Regions from separate parts of the Mus musculus genome. Here region 1 is linked to region 2. A link is a contact called in public ChIA-PET data. All regions are on one chromosome and are shown on one strand. The core of a region is the stretch at or near the end of the contact, and the rest is flanking DNA. Distances in the headings are between cores, read along the strand shown. Region 1 has its middle 23 kb from the start of Gm33309. Region 2 overlaps Cd101 (CD101 antigen).

What was found. ChIA-PET counts read pairs in DNA pulled down with a chosen protein or histone mark.
Region 1: an RNA polymerase II ChIA-PET map of memory CD8 T cells shows a contact between it and region 2, with 6 read pairs. The contact joins two enhancer-like sites. A contact is called at or near these places in 1 of 39 promoter capture datasets (pre-B cells) and 3 of 115 datasets of contacts at active chromatin or transcription factors (embryonic stem cells and memory CD8 T cells).

What each region holds. Positions count from the first base shown.
Region 1 is chr3:101,710,354-101,717,958 of GRCm38.p6, forward strand. No RefSeq gene overlaps it. Among named protein-coding and RNA genes, the nearest start is that of Gm33309, 23 kb to the right of the region's middle. Within about 2 kb of position 1,663, at least 128 of the 459 cell types and tissues checked have an H3K27ac peak or open chromatin away from gene starts, as enhancers often do. A contact at or near this core is called in memory CD8 T cells, where this site is marked.
Region 2 is chr3:101,005,871-101,013,184 of GRCm38.p6, forward strand. Cd101 (CD101 antigen) reads right to left here. Exons shown (of 9, transcript NM_001167906.2): 5 at 7,118-7,314; 6 at 5,916-6,320; 7 at 1,970-2,380. Among named protein-coding and RNA genes, the nearest start is that of Cd101, 20 kb to the right of the region's middle. Within about 2 kb of position 4,916, at least 112 of the 459 cell types and tissues checked have an H3K27ac peak or open chromatin away from gene starts, as enhancers often do. A contact at or near this core is called in memory CD8 T cells, where this site is marked.

The DNA of each region.
Region 1 (7,605 bases), core at 413-2,912, 700 kb after region 2:
ATGCAGGCACACATGCATGTAAAAATAAACAAGTATTCAAAACAAAACCAAGATTTAATTAAACCAAGATTAATTAGGCATGGTGACTCATGGTATTTAATCCTAGCCCACAGGAGGCAGAAGCGGAGGTAAGCAGGTCTCTGTGAGGCTAAGGCCAATCTGTTTTATCTAGTTAGTTGCAGGCCAGCTATGGCTACATAGTGAGACCCTGTTTCAAAAACTGAACAAAACGACCCCCCCAAACAAAAACAACAAAAAAACAAAGGCAAGACAACTCTCAGGGATGTATACATATATCAGGGTATATATACTATACCTCTCAGGGATGCATACATATATCAAGGTATATCTACTATACCAGAAGTTGTAGAGTAAATGGCTGAGAACTTGAATATTGGCCTCTGAGACCTGTTTGTATGGTTCTGTTCTCAGATTCATATATAGCAATGTGGGCTCATGGAAGTTCCTTCATATAAGCTTAAGTATTAATGTCTAAAGAGGGGAGATAGTGATGCTATTGCAAAGCACTATTCGTGCTTGCATACTACACCCCAACCAGACAGCTGCTAGTCTGCTCATGTTGTAAGTCAAGGCAAGAGGACATGAAGTATTTGGGAATATGGCTGGTCAGTTAGATGCAACCTAAGAAAGGTGAGCTTTGGCTAAATGACAGTCCATACATCCCTTTGTGGCCTAGGGACTGTGCTGGCTTATGGAAGTAAAGAAAGAGTCATAATTCAGAGTCATCACTCTTTCATGATTAAATGGGATAAAATTAGACTTTCTCACTGCCCCTGGCTTCCTCCACATTACGCAGATTGCACTGTGGTGGCTCTATCTCCCAGCATGCATTGGGGTTACCTCTGCCCCCTGGCCCAGGAAGATCAGGAGAGAAGTGGGAGGTGGGAGGCAGCAGCAGGACTACAGGGTGAAAATACAGGGCTTCATTCCTGGATAGTTTGGGGTGGGGGTAGGAGGGGTGAGGGACGAACAGGGATTCAAGCAAAAGAGGAAAAGGTGCCCCATCTATTTCAAGATGGTCTGAAACTGTTTCAAGATGGTCTGAAGCTGAGCCGTGTTTTTCAGGTCTAGCTTCTGTTTCAGACTCACAAATTCTACAGCACCTTGGTACTGGAAAGAATTAATGGGCCAGTTGACCCAGACACACCATTTCCAGCTCAGTGAAGGTAAATCTCTTGCCTAGTGTCTCAGAATCAGCTAGTCACAGCCCAGATCCAAACCTTGATTTCCTCCCTCCGTGGAGCTGCCTGGACGCCTCAAAAGGGCCTCTGAATTACTCTTTGCCCAGATCCCTGCAGTAAGCCTTTATGGCTGGCCTCACGGTTTTTTGGATCCAAGCCAGTGTTGGGGAGGGGTGTCGGGGACGAGAAGAAAACACCTGGGGAGTGACAGGATGGTCCTCCAGTTAATTTATCCACATCTGCGGGGACCAATTGGAATCAAAGCCTTATCATGGAGGAGCGTGACCCCCGACCTGTCTAAAGCAGCCCTGAATACTAACCAGGGTGCTTAGATGGAGCTAAAAATAACTGGCTAATCACCAGCAGGAAGAACTAACAAGGCCTCAGAAGAAAGGGAAATGTCTCAATCCTCCTCTCTCCTGCAGCTGGCCTCCAGCTGGGTGGGGATGCAGGCTCCTCCTGGCTGGTAATTAGGCCGCAGAGGCTCTGGGGCCTGAAGGAACAGGGCGGCCCAGGCCCTGCCTTCAGGGGGATCAGTGGCAGGGTCATTTGGGGTGAGGTGAGTTGGAAAATGGTGAACCCAGAGGAAATGAGCGGCCCAGGAAGAGGTCTGAGGAACCGAGCAGCCAATCCTCTTCGTGGTTAACAGCCTTTCTCTGAGAAGGTAAAATCCTTCGTTTAAAGGAAAGGGTTTTTATTCTACTCTGATCGGCCGCCCCGCCCCTTTGAAAGTCTTCCTTTCTCCTAACGTAGCGGTCCCCTCCAGAAAGCATGACTGGGGTCCACACCTGGGTACCTGCTTGGAAATGACTTCTCCTGAACAATCGTCTTTGGAGAAGACCAGAGTGTAACTCTAGGGAGCAGTGTAGGGCAGAAGGTGTAATTGACACTTAGGAAGAGTGACTAGAGAAGCCGTGGGGGCAGGGAGGGGTGCTGTGTATCAGATATCATGAATATCAGATATTTACGTTGCGATTTGTAACAGTAGCAAAATTACAGTTATAAAAAAAAAATCAATGAAAATGATTTTATGGTTGGGGGTCACTGCAACACGAGCAACTGTAAGGTTGCAGCAGTAGGAAGGTTTAGAGCCCCTGGACTAGAGCTGAGAGTTCTTCTATCTGAAAGAGTAGAGCCAAAGGGTTGTGATTCCAAGCTGAAGGAGGCAGTTGATGAGGCGTGGCAATCGTTTTCCTGAGACAGAAATCTACATGCTTACTTCTTCCAAAAGCTAAGATCATCTTCAACAGACAACTATAACCCAATTCACAAAGGAAGTGCTTGGAGTCCATCCCTAAGCATCCACATGTACATGTGCCTGCGTGCGTGTGTGCGTGCGTGCGTCCGTGCCTGCGTGCGTGGGTGGGCTGGGCAGCAGGCAAGGGGTTTCTCCCTCTGGGCTGTGCGCTTGGGTAGGGTCAAGCAGATGGGGAGGCAAAAGAAAAGAGCCAAGCGAAGGGAGAATTCAGAGACAGCGGAGCCTAGAGTCGCATGGCCACTCTTCTAGCTGTGGGTATATTGGAGTTTATCTTTCCCCTACAACACCCCAATCTGACTTAGGCCACTAGGACCGGAGTGTTCAGCAACCACGTCCACTTCCGGTTCTTTCCTTTGCTGAGAGAGTGTCCCTATCCTGTGTTCTCAGCTCTGTACTCAGGCCTGGGGCTCTCCAGTCTGCATCCCCACATGGCCACGGCCCTGGGACAAGGAGCGGCTGGGGAGCCCCCCTGGGGGCTGAGTTCTGGAAGCCTCTGAGCCCAGGTTTGCATTCTTTTCCGGCAGCAAGACTGGCCCCTCCTGCAGTTTGAGTCACGTCCTGGTCTCCAGGGAGGAGATGGGCTGCTTTTCTGCCGGAGGCACTGAAGAAAGCCAGACTGAGTGTTTTCTTGTTTGTCTTTATCCACAAGATTTAAAATTCCCAGACAGCATAATGACACTGAAAAGAGAAAGGAGCAGAAATCACAGTTGCTCTGTCACCGCCTGCTCCGTGATGCTGGCAAGTTGTTTAACTCCCCGGAGCTGCTTCTGTGACTGCGAAGAATGACTTCTCCATTGCCTCCCTGGGCTGTGTGCAGCCACTGAGAGCAAACGTTGAGTTGTGAACAACCTCATCTCCCTCCGCTGTGGGGTGAATTCGTGTTTTGATTAATAGCCTGCTGTGACAAGACCTTCACCTTCTCTCTTCTGGTTAAGTTTTTTATGTTGATACATTTTTCCCCCCTTTCCGAGTTTTGACAGAACACATGCGGATGCCGTCACAGGAGTGCTCCATATCTGTCTCCTGACCCACGAGCAGTAGTTGCTCTAGACTATTCCTAAGTGGAATTGTGGCGCTGTCTCAGTTCCAGCCTCTACTTTGCATAATTCAGGGAGACTACCACGGTTATCGGGCGCATCCAAGAATTCCTTCCTCTCATTGCTAAATAGTATTTTAGTCTGTGGTTGTACCATGGTTTGTCCGTTTGGATTGCTACTGTGAACAAAGTGCATTGACATTAGTATACAGGTTTTGTGTTCTTTCTTTCTTTAAGGGTGGGAACAAAAATATCTAGGAATGGAACTGCCACACAAACACAAGCTTAATGAGACAGGGCTGTTGCCAGTGTGAAGGTGACAAGATGGTGGGAGACAGGGGTGGCAGACTATCTACTGTCTTCCATGACAGGGCTTTCTGTGGTCACTGTGTTGCTTTGGAGAGTGCAGAGATAGAGGCCTAAGAGAGAAACATGCTATTGGTGAATGCTGTGTGTGTGTGTGTGTGTGTGTGTGTGTGTGTGTATGTTGCATGCATGTTGTGTGCATGTGTGTGTGGTATGTGTGGTGTGTGTGTGTGTGTGCGCGCACACACATGAGTATTTGGTCTTGTCCAAGGATGAAACAGGAGAAGGGCACAGCAGTGGGTAGGATGTCCTGGGGGTGGGGGAGAGGAATAAAGGTGTTAGTGCCTTCTGGCTCAAACAGTTCATCCATTCATTCTCTTTCCTTCCTTTCTGCTGTGACCTTTGCTTGGGAATTGAGTCCTTGCTGATGGAGTTCCTGCCACGTGAGTGTTCCATAGGAAGGAAGGGGTCCTCCAGGAGCAACCAGGGGCTGGCCCCATGGGATAAGACATTACAAAAGACATGGAACCAAGGCAGGGCCAGAGGCTCACAGCCCCACACAGGGTGGCTAGAATCTACTTCCTTCTCAACTCGTATTGCCAACGTGTGTGTGCAAAGTTATTTACCCTCTTCCTTGCTTGCTTTTTCTCGCAAACACGCTGGTGGTTTTATCTTCTAGGTGGGGCAGGTCAGAACATTCTGTCTCAGCAGGATGCCTCTTTTTGGAGAGAGTTCAAAAAGTGCTGCCCGAGTTACCTAGAGGACAGAGCATCTGGGGTGGGAGCAGTAGAAACCCAGGTTCTAGCCCTAGCCGGCTGTTGCGTTCTTGGAGGGAGGCTGGAGCTGAGTAGCACTGGGCAGGTGGCAGTCCCTGGTGCAGAGTCCTGCTTTTGGACTTGATGAAACCAGATCCAGTAGACTTGCCATTTACCAAGCCCAGGTATCGAGGATGCAAACCTGGGAATCCCAGCACTCAGGAAGTCAGGGAAAGAGTTCAAGGTCACTGTCAGCTAAGAATTCCAGGCAGCCTGAACTATTGGGAAGCTGTCTGCAACTATCTAAATAATAAAAGACAACAGCAGCAAAGGGTTTTTGTTTGTTTCTTTGTTTTCCTTCCTTCCTTCCTTCCTTCCTTCCTTCCTTCCTTTCTTACTAACATGAGTGTTTTTACATCAGTCTTTTCATTGGGGCGTTTAAAAGCGCAGATGAGGGGTTGGAGAGATGGTTAAGGGCACCAGCTGTTGCTCTCCCAGAGGTGGTGAGTTCAATTCCCAGCACTCACATAGGGGCTCACAAGGGTCTATAATGGGATCTGATACTCTCTTCTGGTGTGCAGATGTACAGGTAGACAGCAGAGGGTCTATGTTCCCATCCTTGTGGCTTAAATGGAGCAAAGCAAGAGAAATAGCTTTCTTTAAATGGCCTTCCCTCACAGTGGCACTTCCTCTGATGCCCTGAACAGATGGCTCTCTCCTATGCACCTGCTGGCTGCTCCCACAACTACTGAAGATGAACCTCCTGCTGGCTGGACCTCCAAACCCAGGCAGAAATGAATTCTCATCATCATCCCTAATCATGTGTTCCTTCCTCCTTTCCCTCCCTTCCTCCTTTCCCTCCCTTCCTCCTCTCCTTACTTCCAGTGTGTGTGTGTCTTAGTTAGGGTTTCCATTGCTGTGAAGAGACACCATGACCAAGACAACTGTTATAAGGGACAACATTTAATTGCGGCTGGCTTGCAGTTTCAGAGGTTCCACTCCACTATCATCATGGCAGCGTCCAGGGAGGCATGGCGTTGGAGGAGCTGAGAAATCTCCATCTTGATCAGAAGGTAGCCAGGAGAAGACTGTCCTACCAGGCAGCTAGAAGGAGGGTCTCAAAGCCGACCCCCACAGTGACACACTTCCTCCAACAAGGCCACAACTACTCCAACAAGGCTATACCTCCTAAGAGTGCCACTTCCTGGGCCAAGCATATCCAAACCACCACAGTGTGTGTTTGTGGTGTGTCTGTGTGTGTGTGTGCGCGCGCGTGCACATGAGTCCGTAATGTATGTATATATATATATGGGTGCCTGTGTGTCATGGCATATGTAATGAGGGCCAAGGATCTCTTTGTGGAGTTGGTTCTCTTAGTCCATCTTTACTTGGTTTCTGGGGATAGAACTCATGTGGCAAGTGTGTGTAGAAAGCACCTTTACCCACACAACCACCTTACTGACCCACACCTTGTTATTTTTGTTTGTTTTGATAGAACTCATGTGGCAAGCCTGTGTAGAAAGCACCTTTACCCACACAACCGCCTTACTGGCCCACACCTTGTTATTTTTGTTTGTTTTGAAACAGAAGAGTTCCCTGAGACAGCTCACTGAGACCTGGGGCTCACCAACAAGGCTAGGCTAGCTAGCTGTCTCAGCTTCCTCAGCCTTTGGGATTGTATGTGCATGTTGCCAGGCCAGCGTTTTATACTTCTATGCTGGGGCTCCAACTCAGGCCCCAGTGCTTACACTGACAAACACACTGCTCACTGGCCATTTCCCTCGCTTTCCTTTTATTTGTTTTTGGAGACAAAAACTTATTATGTTGCCCAAACTGGTCTCAAACTTACCATCCTCCTGCCTCAGTCTCCTGAGTGCTGGGATTGTAGTTGTGTGCCTATCTAGCTCACTTTCTCTTTTTTTTCTCCTTCCCTCTGTTGCTTTGGTCACCACGCCTGACATCTTACACCATCCTACTTTAGCTGCCCTCCAGTAAGCTCAACAGGAACTTCAAAGTACGATCTTACAATCTTCTTCACTTTAAAAACTGGCGAAGCTGGGCTTGGGGCAGGTGGCTCTGTGGTAGAGCCCTTGCCTCCCTAGCATGCACAAGTCCCCGGAAACACCCCAATATCACTTCCCCACAAGAAAAGCTGCTACACATGACAGAACTTTTGGTTTTTGTTGAGAGAGGGTCTCATGTAGCCAAGGCTATCCCCAAATTCTCTATATAGCTGAGGCTGACTTTGAGCTCTGGATCCTCCTGCCTCTGTCTTCCAAATGATGAGCTGTGCCAGCATGCCCAGTCAACCAACTCTCCACGCCCACTCCTCAAGTCTATCGTCTTCCGCTGAGCCAGCACACTCTTTATCACCTAGCTGATTTTTTCCTATTAACTCTTCAGAGTTCTAGCTATTGAACTCCGGCATGTGCGTAAGATCAATCAATGTGCCTAAGATTCAGTGTTGTAATATCTTACTACTTCCAGGATGCTGGGAACACCCAGGTGTGAGGTTTATCCTTCTCTTCAGACTTCTTTTCAAAAATTTCAAGTGCCCAGAGGTTCAGTGTTGGTGAACCTCTGGGCCACGCCCATACTCACATTCTACCTTAAAAAGAATCAGGTGAGTCCTGCTTGTCTTTCAACACTCAAGTGAAGACTGCATCTTTTCAAGAAGTATCCCCACCTGCCTCCCCACCCCCCAACCCCCACCCACCTGTCATGTTTTCATTCCTCTCTCCACACCAGCTAGGGCTCAGTCAACAGGTTCTCCATTCCCACTCCCACTACATTATCTTTCTCTGAGCAAGCACCCTCTCTGATACTCCTCCCGTGAATGTCTTGTTTGCATCCATCAGTGGACATCACAAGAGAGATCTATGTTGAAAACTGCCTGCCCTTGGAACCGCACTGTGGAGTGTGAGAAATATCTGCAGCTCACATTTACTTGAGGGCTTGCTCTGCACCGATAGCTGTCTGAGCGCCGAGTGAAAATTAGCCCTTTTTAAGCTTGACAGTGACCCCGTGCAGATGCTGCTCTTCCTGACC
Region 2 (7,314 bases), core at 3,666-6,165:
CCACTTCCCAATAAAGCCGCCATTTCCATGTTAAATTTCATGAGCAAGGTCTCTCTGTCCATACAGCTACCAACATTTTCTTTCACCAGGACTGTCCATTAAGGTCTGCTTAAAACACTCTAGAACTGTTCTGGCTTGCTTTTTCAACTTCTTCCAAACTCCTCCCTCAAACCAGTTTCATATGCTTAAGAATTACTTTATCAGGCTGGATCACAGCATTGACTCCCACCTCCCTGGAATCAACTTTCTATGTTAGTTTGTTGTTGTTGCTGCAGCTGCTGCTGCTGCTGCTGCTGTAACAAATACTTAAAAGGAAGAGTTTAGAGGAAGAAATGCTTATTCTGTTGATAACTTCAGAGAGTTCAGTCCAAGGTCATCTCAGCTTTGAGCCAGAGGTGAGGCAGAATTTCATAGTGTTGGAACAGGTGGCAAAAGTTGCTCTGAGGATGGCAAGGAGGAAGAGAGAGCACAGCTACTCACATGGACTTCCTTCTTCCCTTTTATTTGGTCTGGTGCCCTACTCCTAACCCCAGGCCACACACATTCAGGCAGGTCTCCCCTAGCTACTCTCTCTCTGGAAATGTTCTTATAAACACACCTGAAGTGGACTCTACTAACCTCCTTGGTGCCTCCCAATCCAATTGACCTAACAGTGCAGACTGTGAGAATTTCTTGATACACTAAAAGATCTAATCCTGAAGCCATAGAAACACTGGCTTGAGCCAAGAGATGTTGCTTCCTTAAAACCGTGCAGGCACGCACAGTCAAGTGTTTGGTTAAGACTACTGGAAGGCAGGGATATCAGTCACACAGATCCAGAATATAGGAAGACAAAGTAATCATGAGGGTCAGAAAAGATAATAAATGGGATCTCTGGGGCCATCCAAGTAGAAGTGAACAGTAGAGTCTAAAAGTACAAGGCTCAGAATATCTAAATCCAAAGATTTGGGGTGATTAGCTTGTAGACAATAGTTAAAGCCAGGGCAGGGTTTTAGAAGTTCTGAGAAAAGCAGGGACTAAGAAGAAGAGCCTAGGATCACTCCCTGGGGAGCACTCAAGCTAAACAGAGAATGGGAGGGACCTGAAGAGAAAGGACAGAGGGAGAGGTTGCTCCCTAAGCTGATTTCTCTTATTTGTCTCTTGTAGCCTGTAAGCTCACCATGGGCAAGAGCCCTGTCTCACTTACCTTTGCAGTCCCGTTTCTAGCATATGGGAATGTCCAGGTATAATCTTAGGGGCTTTATAAAAAAAAATGTCATCTTGAAAACAGTACTTTAAGCACCACATTAGATTGAGTTATTTACACCACACTGTTGGATCTTGCCCAGGTCCTTAGCTGTGGTACCCATTTGACTTTAATCAACAGAGGTGACCCAGCCAGGACCGAGAGACCCAGTCAAGCCTGTCTGCATTCAGACAGCAGCACTCGCAGACTAGCTGGAATGGATGGAAGTTCCATTACACTTTTAAAGATCTCCAGAGGTGGAGAAGACTCCCCCAGTAAGCCATTCCAACAGTTAACTACTCTTACTTGCCTTATGTTTAGGCAGCCAAATGTTGAAAAGCAATTTCTCCACATATCCCCATAGAGTTGTACAGTTTCTGTTCACAGTGGGAGAAATATGCTTCGTATTACTCTTTCTCTGCCAAATTACAGTAGGGCCCCCACTGGAGTGACACAGCTTGTTATTATAGAGATCTGGAGATACGATTCCCTGGGCAGCTGCATGGACCAGGCTGCCAAGCTGATAAGCAAACCAGGCAAAGGGATCTTGTTCCTGTTCGAGCTTGAAACCTTATACTGATTCACCCTAAGCAACCTCCCCTCCTCTGGTAGGCTACCCTGTCCTGTAGTCATTTGTAGGTGCCTATTATTTCTATGGTCCAGATCATATTTTTTAATCTCTTCATAGTCACATCTTAAACATCACTGGAGAAAAATGTCTGACAATACTCTCCTAAGGTTTACCTGTGGGCCTGAGTTTCAATTCTGTGAGTCCTGAAGTCTTTCTTTCAAGCTTTTGCCAAGTGTCATTTGTAGATAAGAGCCATTCCTCTACAGCACAGTGGTAGTGGCCCTGGTCACTGTCCTCCACACTCAGAATGTTCAGCAGAAATAAGTCTTGAGAAACTTTCTCAGAATAAAATTTTTGCTTGCTCCGAGGGGTTTGAAATTCGTCCCCATATTTTACAACACTGCTTTGGTCCATTTCTAGGATTTTCAGATAGGATGCATTTGCAGAAACGGAAGAGAAGTACCAAATGATGGATAACGGAAGGTTTCCAGCAGATCGGGACAAGATGGCACATTCTATCTGAGTGCTGGAGCTGATGGATAGCTCTTGGACCTGACTGCTTGAGTTCACGCTCAGTTTGCTCTCTGAAGGAAATAATGGAAAGAATTACTTTACTGGAAACACACACACACACACACACACACACACACACACACACACACACACGCCAGAATTTTAAGCTAGCTTGTTAACCAGGACAAATAGCCATTGTTGCAGCAGTGGTTCTCAGCCTTACTAGTGCCGAGACCCTTTAATACAATTCCTCATGTTGTGGTGGTGACCCTAACATAAAGTTATTTTGTTGCTACTTCATGTCTATAATTTTGCTACTGTTGTTAGTCACAATGCAAATATCTGATACACAGGTTCTCTCTTGACCCCCAAGTTGAGAACTGCTGCTCTACAACCATAGTGTGGCTGAATTCCCCCACAGCAGCTGCCCTAACTGTCCACTCAACTTTGGTATGACATATAATCTGAGGACGCTGTTCCCTCCATCACTGAGGTCTGCCTGTTTCACGGGCAGCATGTAGCTAAGAGGAACTATGAATGGGACCCAACACAGAATTGTAATGGACTTAAAACACTATGGTTTTTTTGTTTTTGTTTTTGTTTTTGTTTTTTTGCTTTTGGTGTTTTGGTTGTGCATGAACTCTGTAGATGACAGTGTAGTGTCACAATGTCACAATGTCAAAAGGCCAGACATGACTGTGAGAAGTCTGTGTGACTGTGAGTTGATGTTTCTCTCTTCATAACATCCATCTGCTGGCTCTCCTTCTGCCCTTACTGTGTGGGGATGGGGGACAGTCATGAAAAAAAAAAAAGCCCAGCTTTTTCCCCACATGACAATCCTGTCATATTTAAGCAGAGGAATCTCTTCCATAGCATATTTGCATCATTTGAAAGAAAATGACATTATGAGCGCCCTGCCTCTGAACCACTTCTGGATCCCCAATTTGTCAACGTCTAGTTAGAGCTGCCTTCAAACAGGAGTACACAAGAAGAGGTTATTTTCAAGCTGTTAAAATGCTATCTTTTTGCAGCCAGTCCATTTGAAACTACCACATGGACTTGGGTCTGCTATCCCTTAACACCAGTGGCCTCTCCTTTGTCCTAAGATGAACAATAAATGTCACAAACCTCTTTGCCATCTCTTGTTGATAACTCTACTTTTCTTGATGTTACCAGTAGGTCCCTGAATTCCCCCTTCAACAAACATTTATTAATCACATTGTGTATCACATACCAGACTATTCTAGGTATTTTGTATATAGCTCCTGTCAGTGAACCACGGTTTAGAGGAAGTTATAGGATAGGAACAAAGACTTCCTGGAATTGGTCACCAATATAGGACAGAGATATGCAGTAATGGAACAAATGTTAGGATCCCCCAGCAGATTTATCTAACCCAAGGTCAGGAGTGAGGGGAGACGTCTCTGAACTGAGCCTTGAAGATCAATAGCAGTCATTCTGATGAATAGAGAGCAAAGGATTTCCACATAAAAGGAAGTGGGGATTATCGAATCCAGGCAGTTGAGTTTGGTTGGAAGTCAGATCTAGGATGGAAAGTAGGAGGCGATGAAGAGACAAGTGAGTATAAAAGATCTTTTATGCCTGTCATGGGAGTTTGGACATGCGGAGGACAAGGTTTCTAATCTGTGGTGCTGGGACGTGGGGAGGACCACCACATCATGAACAATATGGAAGGGACAATGATAACGACCTACGCTATGACACTGAATATAGGCATGCCTTGGAAGCAGTTAGATGTAAATTCCAAGACCAGAAGACAAACCATTCTGGGTAATGAACACAGAGGTTGTCAACAAGTAGATTGTATCCACGGGAAGAATTGTTTCCCCTAGAAAAACGTGGAGACTCAGAGGACATATCTAAGAACAGTTGCTTTAAAAAACAAAACAAACAAACAAACAAAACCACCTGGGCTCAATGGGACGAGTGCATGAGTACCAAGGAGGAGGTTCAGAAGTTCAGGGTCATTCCTGGTCACCTAACAAGACTAGTTTAGAAAGAAAAGCCAAGCCAAGCATTGGAGCATACACCTGTAACCAGAGCACTTAGTGGGTTGGGGCAGAAGGACTGAGAACTTCAGGCTAGACTGTACACCGTCAAAAACAAAAACAAAAACAAAAACAAACAAAAGAATTAATATAGCGACTCAGAGGAGGAGGAGGAGGAGGAAGAGGAGGAGGAGGAGGAGGAGAAGGAATTCTTGGTGTTAGGAAGGAAACCTCATGGCGTGGAGCCGAGAGCAAGCAAGGCTCGTGGAAGCAATCTCAGACATCATGGGAAGAGCGAGTAAGTCAAGGCATGAATTCATGAGCAAGATCACGACTATTAACAAAAACATTGCTCAGCAGCACAGAGCAGGTGGTGGCTGCCATGCAAGACTATTTGCTTTGGGGGCACAATAGACACACCCCAGTTCAATGTTACGTCAGAGATTTATCGAGGTGTTGACTACGGTAGGGATAGATTAAGTGACTTGCCCAAACCTGGAGCTTATCACATCTGAGCCATCTCAAAGTCCCTCACAGCAAATCAGGAAAGAGGAAGCACAAGGCGTGGCAGAACCTCAGGCTAGGGAGGGTTTCACTTTCAGCCTCTGTGTTCTGCTATTGCATTAAGACTGAATTGGACTTGGAACCACAAAGTCTCTCTTACATGTTAATATATTAAAAGAGGCAGCTAAGCATATTTGTTGTGGTTTGAATGGTTATGCCCCCTATAAACTCATGTGTTTGAATACTTGGCCATAGGGAGTGTGGCACTATTAGGAGGTGTGGCCTTGTTGGAGGAAGTGTGTCACTGAGGTTGGGAGGTTTTCTATTGCCCAAGCTATCCACAGTGTGGCACACAGTCTCTTCCTGCTGCCTGTGGATCAAGATGTAGAACTGTTAGCTCCTTCTCCAGCACTACATTTGCCTGGATGCTGTCATGCTTCCAGCCATGATGATAATGGATTGAACCTCTGAAACTATAAGACAGGCCCAAATTAAATGTTTTCCTTTATAAGAGTTGCCATGGTCATGGTGTCTCTTCACAGCAATAAAACCCTAAGACAGTATTCTAATAGAATTTGCATGATTCCCCACCACTTCCAAATACGAAAACCACGCTGGAGTACCAGCAGTGACTGACTTAAAATATCATCTGCCCTGTAGGAGGTTCTTGAGGCTCAGCTGTGCCACACAGTATCATGAGGCTGCTGGCAATGAGAACTCGTGGCAGGTGTGGAAAGGTCAAAGAGCAGTGGTTATTAGCTGCTAAGGAAGTATTTCATTGTTTTAGCAACCAATGTGGCCATTCCACGTATACTAACTTCATGTTGATGCCATTAAATCATGCTCACTTTACCAGGACAAACGTGGTGAATGGATACATTATGTCTGTTTCTATAGTTTACACAAAGTGGGAGGAGCTCCGTTGTTATTTGAGACAGGGGCTCACTATTTCAGCCTAGGCTGACCTCAAATTCTCAATTCTCCTATTTTGGCCTCCTGAATACTGGGATTATAGGTATGCACTAAACCTGGCCAAAAAAAAAAGGATATTCTTTTCTTTTTTAAAAAAGGCTCAATGTCAAGTATCACTTACCTGGAAAGGTGACAGTAATCATTAATAGGTTAGAGGTGGCAGATACTCTGGCTGGGCCACTTGTGCATATGGAATCTCTGTCATAAACCTCCACTGTACACCGATACACCCCTGTCTCCTCCATAGCTGCATCGTAGATTTGGAGTTGAGAACGAAAGAAAGACTGTGACACCTTCGTCTTCCTGTGGATCTGGGAGAGGACGTCCCCCCATTCAACGGTGCCATTGTGGGCAATTCGAATAAGCCGATGAAAGGCTCCAGAGCCCGCTGGCTGGAACTGCCACGTTACCGAGAACGGCAGCTTGAGATCCGAGTAGTTGGCCCTCACTACACAGGACAGGTGGAAGGTATGGGCTAGCATCACTTGTGGCTGACGGCTCATCAGATTAACTCGTAAACTTGACTCTGTGGGGGAGAATGTGAGACACACTTCCTGTTTACCAGGTCCAAGCTCGGGGACTTCCAAGTTTTCTCAATGCCCCCTTTACACAGGGCCACACACTTGTGTTCCTGGAGTGACATGAATTTGGGGGTAGAGGTTGGTCCACAGTACAGTCTGTCCTGAATTTCAACCTCGGCTCTCCAAGTCTCCCCCCTCGCCTACGACTGTTCTCAGCAGCCACAACAAACAGGCAGTGTTTCTCCAGTGCGCCACTTAGACAGCTGCACAGAGCAGGGACACCACGCGCAGCCAGGGTCTGGCCTCTTTCCTCTCCCCACTCAGCAAGTAGAACACTCACAGCACGGTCTGGCCTCCTTCCTCCCTCTGGCCCACCCCCTGTCCCCCGGGCTCAATGTCACTCTCTTGCCCATGCTAGAGAAAACTCCATGATACCTGGGCTGCTGCTGGGACGGGGCAAGCTTGGCTCCACTCATCTGCTAGTCAACCAGGAATCACAGGGGTTTGTTTTCAACTTTGAACAATGTACAAGCTGCACTCTAGAATGATCTTTATAAAGATGAATAAACTCGAGAGGTTGCTGTCAGGCCTGATTTGCATATTCTGCTCTGCATGTCTCACGGTACACATGCCGCTGGCTGGCACTTGGGGTGCACATACCGCTGGCACTCACAGCACACGTACCCAGGGCACTCGGGGTACGTGCACCTCTGGCAGGAGTTCTGAATGATACCATCCAAACTTCAGTACAGAATAAGGTGACTGTCATACACTCAGAAAAGGACTTTTCCCAGTGACTTACTCAGAGATTTTACAGTGACTGAAATCTTCTGGGTTGACTGCAAACCTTTGGCCTGGTTCTGGAGTCTCTCTGACACCCTGCATTCATAGGTACCGCTGTCTGTGACCATGGCAGAGGCAATCTCCAGCCGAAAGGTGGCCCAGTCCACTTTCTCCAGCCTCCTGTTACCACGGTGCGCAGGGCCCGGAGAAGAGACT